Linked DNA regions of Rattus norvegicus: region 1 is linked to region 2. Evidence: chromatin contacts called from public HiChIP or PLAC-seq data. All regions are on one chromosome and are shown on one strand. Each heading gives the region's core, a stretch centred on a gene start, on an enhancer-like site or on the middle of the called end of the contact. The rest is flanking DNA. Distances are from core to core; before and after follow the strand shown.

Region 1 (3,242 bases), core at 493-2,992, 270 kb before region 2:
ATGCCCAGCAAGATGCCAAGGAGGAGGGCCATTCCCCCTTCTCTCCTTAGAGGTCTGTTCATTCTCATAGTTTCTGTCCTCTCCGGGGGACACCTGCCCACATCTCCAGCTCCAGGTTTAAAGACCCACGCAGGCTCTACGTGATACCTTAGCAGGTACAGTGTCTTGCCACCAAACCCCACAACTCGTTTGATCTCCAGAACCCATAAGGTGGAAGGAGAATCTACTCCTGCACATTTTCCTCTGACCTCCAGACAAGTGCCACTGCATAAACGCTCCTCCCATAAATAAATCTTAAAAAATTAAAAAAAAAAGATATCTGCACAAACACCGCACACAAACACCACCCCTCAAATCTGCCTTCTGAACCGCTCGGGAAATCGCACCCTTCTGCAAGCCCAGCTCCTCTGGGTTTTCCTACCAAACAGCTGACAGCCAAGGTGTAATAGCGTGACCGGGAGAATTTAGACGGGCATCAGTCAGCACACGGGATCACCTCCCTCACTGTGCTGGCTGCTTAGTCCTGGGGCCTCTTCAGCATCCAGGCTGGATTCACACCACCCCCCTGGCTCTCTGCCTCCACGTACCTCCCCTTTCCTGAGTGATCTTGGAAGAGTCCCCTAATCTAGGAAGTCTTTATCCACTAAGCTTGACACTGGTATCTCTTTATAGACAGCCATTTCTTGCAATTTGCTGTCATAGGACATAGCATGTCACCCTGCATGGGAGCATCAATTTCTTCCATGACCTTAATCACTCACCGATTTGCTGGGAAACTATTATGTGCCAGAACGACTGGGGTTCTGGGAGAATGGCAAGAACCTAATCAAACCCCAAGACCCCATAAAGTCTATATTCCTGCAGCCTCCCTGAGGATAGAACCGTCAACACCAAGGATGTTTCTGTAAACAGACAGCCAGTGGCATCCTTGTTACCTGGGACATGGCACCCAAGGCGCTTTTGGCTGAGCGAGCTGCAGCCTGAAGACCTTGCTGCTCTGGCTCTGGAGTTTCCAGGCGTTTCCAGGAGGGGCCATTACCAAGGTTCAGGCTGACTGCTCTCAGTGGCAGCCTCCTTTGGAACTGTCTGCACAGGGAGCCCAAGGGACCGGTCTCCAGATGACCTCCAGCAGACCGGGTCACCTCCTTCTCTAGCTGCTCCTCCTTTAGGAGTGATCGTCTGCGCACGGAGGTCCTCATGCCCTGCCACTGAGACGCCATGTGCTTGGTCCAGTTTCCTCTGCCCGATAGATCCTGGGGAGGTCAAAAGATCACCAGAGAACTCCCTGGCCCCATTTCAAGGCTCCAGGGACCCTGGGAACCGGGGAAGAGATGAAGTGGAACCACTCATTGTAGGCCTTGTTGGGCAACTGTGGATGTCAAAGAGGTGACCATGGCGTCATGGTCTGCAACTGCTTCGGTTACAAGGCAGCAATTTGTTCATCTTTCCATCCCAGCCTATTCCCCATAGGCTAAACGGAGTGGCACACAGATCACGGAGCCTCGGCGCTTATGCAGGGCACCATCAGCAAGTTGTTTTGACAAAATTTCCTCTCCGGAGCCGACTTGGCTATCCAGCCAAAGCCTCGGATCTGAAGGGGCGTTTGCAACTCTCAGACCTTCCCTTTGTGTTGCAGGCCCTATCCACAGCCCCTGACCTGTTTCCCATTCCGAGCTTCCCGAGAGACCCCTTCCCCAGGCCCCTCAGTGTCCCCGCATGCTCACCTCCCTGCTTGATACCAGGACTCGAAAATCGACACCCTCTCCTAGCCCACCACAGCGGATTTGAAACTCCGCGCGGCCCCGCCCCGTCCTGGCACTTGCAGCCCATTGGCCCTATCGGCCCTCCACCGCCGCTGCCCCTGTATTTCGATTGGTTCTTTTCTCTCGTGACTGTAAATCCTGCTTTAGGATTGGCCTGGCCACGCCCACACATCGTTCGGGGACCCCCGCCTGGCTGGCGGCCGAGGGTCCAGATGGCCACCTGACCACCGTCGCCGCCCAGCCCCTCCACCCTTCTCCCTACATCCCGGCTGCTTGGTCCCCTGGTGGCCGTGCCTCTTCCATCGTACTCCTAGGCTGACTCCCTCCAGCCTGCTGCTCAGGGTGCTATGTAGGATGCTGCTGTTGCGGGGCGCAGGTCACTGCCACCCCGGGCACCCCTTTCAGCTCTTCACCCCGTCTAACTTTTCTCTCACGTCCAGTAGTTTTGTCACAACGATAGGCTGGGACTGCTGAGCTTTGCGTTCCCTGGGAAGTTTTGTTTCAAATTCCCCGCCTAATCCTCTTCCTTCCTGCGAGATGGCCCTGCCCCTGTCTGTTCCTCAAACAAACCACCCGGCTGGCGCCCAAGAAAGCACATCTCAAAGGAGGGGACAGACTGTAGATCAACTTCTCCACCCGTTAGGTCAGTTCCTCTGCCGGGCCTTGCTCCAGGCACCTTTCAATCTTTCTTTCCTGTAGTCTTCCAGCAAGCTAAAAAAACAAAACAAAAAACAAAGACGACGGAGACAAACAACAACAGCAACGCCTGGATCACTTTCTCCTATGCTTTTATTTTTATGGTTTTGACTTTTTAAAATATATTTTTATATTTAAATATGTCTCTGTGCATGTAAGTGCTTACGGAATGGGGTGGGGGCGACACAGAAGATGTCAGATCCTTTGGAGCTGGAGTTAGAGATGGTTGTGAGGCACCCCATGTGGGAAGAACCAAACTTAAGCCTCTCTGCAAGAACAGTAGAGCTTTTAGGGGACAAGCTATCCCTTCTGCCTCACCCCTTTTAAAAACAGTGCCTCTGTGTAGCTGGGAATGGACTCTAACTGGCCACGAGCTTGGCTCAGCCTCCCCAGTATTGAAATCAAGGGGCCCGGTGTGCCACCACAAAGGGGCTCTCGTACCTGGGCTTTGAAGAAACATTACTCTTCTCCCTCCTCTCTCCTTGCCTAAGCCTGGGGTGAGACTCCTCTTCAGGCTTCTTCCTGGTGTCAGGAAGTCTGACCCTCTCCTTAAACATCAGTGTTCGCCTCCCAACCCCCTGCGATAATGGTTGATTTGTATATAGCACTTTAAAGCACTCCCTGTTTCCGGTGAGCCCATTTTATCCCCGGTACTCTACAGCTCTATGAGGTAGCTGAGGTGTAGAGAGACTGACCACACACTTCACTCACTAACCGTAGCAGTGTGCAGGATCCAAACACCATATATGCAGGAGCAGGGTCTATGTGACCAGGGCTGACACC
Region 2 (3,132 bases), core at 342-2,841:
CCCTGCTACTCCCCAGCCAGGGTTTCCTGAGGTCATCGCCTAGATCTACTCTGCCTGAGTTCTGGCTGCAGGGTTAGGTTCTAGAGACCCCAAACTGTGAGAATGACCTTCACTTAGCCTTCCCATGCAATGTCTTCCTTGTGAACTGAGGCAGTGACGGTGTCAGATACAGCAGCTTCACAGCAGAGCAGCACTGTATAGACAAGCCATCTTTACCCCAGTGATATCAGAGACCAAGTCATACATGATGTTCCCTTGCCTAGTGGTTCTTGGCTTATGAGTACACCAGGATGACCTCGAGCCATGTTTGCAACGTGTGGGGCGAGACCCTTTTGAATGACCCTTTCACAGGGGTCACATACCAGACATCCTGCCTATCAGATATGAGCATTACTCTTGACAAGAGTATTAAAATTACAGTCAGGAAGTAGCAATGAGGTAATTTTGTGGCTAGGGGTCATCACACCATGAGGAACTGTTTTAAAGGTCACAGCAGTAGGAAGGTTGAGAACCGCTGACTTAGAGAGCAGATCCGGGGATTGTTGGTGGCAACCAAAGTAGGAGATTGTGCTCTGTTCAATGTATAAGAACTTGGGACTGTACTGTCACCAGCTCCTACAGGCAACAGCTGCTGCTGCTCTGGGACCACCCTTGACACCCCGTGACACACTGCTCCAAGCTACTTTAATACATTTGCACAATAACCCTGGGGTCAGTGTCTCTGTCTCTACTGAGAGGACCAGAGACAAGTGACATAATCGAAGTCACCCAGGAAGCTGCGACTGAGCCAAGATCAAAGTCAGAGCTCTGAGGGGACAATATCACACCTCTCGGCTACCACAGGGCCAAGAATAAGATGACACACATAACCCTGAGCAGGGCTTGTTGCAGCAGCAGGAAACCTACCTTGGTTATGGCTGGCTGGTCCAGAGGCCTCTGGGCCCAGGGTGGGTGGCCCCTGCGGGTCACTGGTCAGGTGGTGGAGCCAGCGCCGCCGCAGTGAGCTGCGGTTTCTCCGGGGCCAGCGGATTCCAGGTGGCACTCGGGCCAGAGGACTCCTTAGTGTGTCCACATCAAGTAGTAGGTCAGGGCTACTATGGGGGTCATGAAGGCTCCTGCTGTCCAGCAGACCCACACCCAGTGCCACAGTGGCCACTGGTAAGGCCTGCAGGCTGCCGGGAGCCCGGAGGGCCTGTGGGAGGGCCACTCTGGCCCGCTGCAGGAGCAGCAGGCTGCCGGTCATCAGGTAGGCGGCCGTGAGGAAGAGAAGCAGGAACTGTGTTCTGCGGAGAAACTTCTGGAGTCTGAAGAAAGGTTTGGCCATGCCCCTGGGCAGCAGGGCTCCCAGTTGGAGCCTGGGGACGGCTCCTAGCACCTGGGCAGGGGGGACACCAGGGCCTCCAAGGGCATCATCCCAGCATCCTGGCTCTTGACACCTGTCAGCACACTGGTGGGCTTCTGTCCCTGTGGGTTTCAAATGTCACCATCACTTCTTTCTGGCAGCCGCAAGCCCCTTGTTGGTAGCTTCTGCCCAGGGGCCACCATTTCCCCCATCCCTTAGCTCTCCTTGCCCTCGTCAGTCTCAGGAACCTAGAAAAGTGGAGAAAGAACATTAAGATGCAACAGGATCCATTACCCTCTTCCTGGGACAGGGTCCTCCCTGGCCTTGTGACTGATTTACCAAAGGGGTAACCTCTGTGTCAGGAACACTGGACAAAGGTTTCAGATCCCACTTCTGCTGCTGGCCAGCTGTGTGACCCAGGAGAAATTGCTGAACCTCTCTGGGCTTCAGCTCCATCTGTGATGTGAGGATGATACTGGTTTGGACAGTGGCAATGACGGTCCAGGAATGATAACAGCAATAAGGAAGGAGTCAACCATGGCTTCCATTGAGTCCCCAGTGACCCCACGCACTCAGCAAAGTGAGTTATGAAGTCATGCCACTGTACTCTCACCAATCTAATGGGATAGATATTGTAACATCCCAATTATACTGATAGGGAAAAAAAGAGAAAAGAAAAGAAAAGAAAAAAGGAGTAATTTCCTGAAACACCACAGCTGGCAAACACAAGAGCCAACATTCCAATGTTTCTCTCCAGATCCGTGCCTCAACTACTGCACAGCACAGCCTCAAACACAGTTTTACTATAGAACGCAAGTATGCCCCACACAGGCAGGTGCATACTGAAGGTGCTTAATAAATGCACACAGCGGGCTACCTCCCTGTGATGCTGTGAAGCTGTGATCCGTATTCCAGGAGCACCTTTACAGAGGCTGGTCGCTGACTCTCACGGAGGCAGAGGCAGGCTTGCGCGGTGTTCATGTTGACATTAAGCTGTGGTTCCCGCTGGCGGCATCTCTAAAGTAGCTATTAGGGTTGGTGGGGGCTCTGCAGCTGCCTCGAGCTGGGCTGCTGTGTGAGGAGGGCTCTGAGCACAAGGGCAGGCTTGTCCCAGAAGAAAGGACCCTGGAAGCGTGACTAAGCCGCTGGCCGTAACTAACACGGCAAGGGCAGTGTTTCAATGGCTGTTCTGTGCACTGACACGGCCTGCTGGGTGTGAGAAGAAAGACAATGTTTTGGCTCTGGGGCCCAGCATTTCAGGCTGTAAGGAGGCTGGGGGCCCAGCAGACTGTCCGAGGGGGCCCAGACCAGCCTGAGCCTTCCGGATTAAGTTCTGAGAGCTAAGGGGGCTGAGACCTCCAGGAGGATAGGGGTATGGTTACACAGGTCCTCATCAGCAAAGGACAGTGGGATCCAGCTGAGTGGGGAAGCCTTTGCAGATGGTCTCGGAGATTTTCCTTTCTGTCTAAGCTGGTATGTCGCCAGAACCGCCCCTGCCAGCCTCAGATTTGTAAAACCATAGAGAAAATCCCACGAAATCCGGACTGATCTGTCTGTCCCCAGCTTGGGCTCCTCCAATCCACAGCACACAGGCTGCCAGGGTGAGCCTCCTTAACACGCGAATCTGATCATGGCTGGTGTTCTGCTTAAAACCTCTTTTCAATAGCTCCCTGGAGCTTGGGGATAAACTGCAAGCGTCTTAGCATGGCACACGAGGTCTCCTTGTGGTCCAACCCACTGAGGTCCATTCTCTATGCCTCAGTAGCTCCACCGTGCATTCATAGGCATTC

Evidence for each region. HiChIP or PLAC-seq counts read pairs in DNA pulled down with a chosen protein or histone mark.
Region 1: an H3K27ac HiChIP or PLAC-seq map of oligodendrocytes shows a contact between it and region 2, with 7 times the contacts expected there. The contact joins the promoter of Pimreg here to the promoter of Wscd1 in region 2. A contact is called at or near these places in 1 of 12 Hi-C or Micro-C datasets (the A7r5 cell line) and 1 of 1 datasets of contacts at active chromatin or transcription factors (oligodendrocytes).

What each region holds. Positions count from the first base shown.
Region 1 is chr10:57,166,723-57,169,964 of GRCr8, reverse strand. Pimreg (PICALM interacting mitotic regulator) reads right to left here and starts at 1,742. Exons shown (of 6, transcript NM_001113781.2): 1 at 1,725-1,742; 2 at 936-1,253. The coding sequence starts at 1,220.
Region 2 is chr10:56,893,015-56,896,146 of GRCr8, reverse strand. Wscd1 (WSC domain containing 1) reads right to left here and starts at 1,591. Exons shown (of 8, transcript NM_001024234.2): 1 at 907-1,591. The coding sequence starts at 1,324.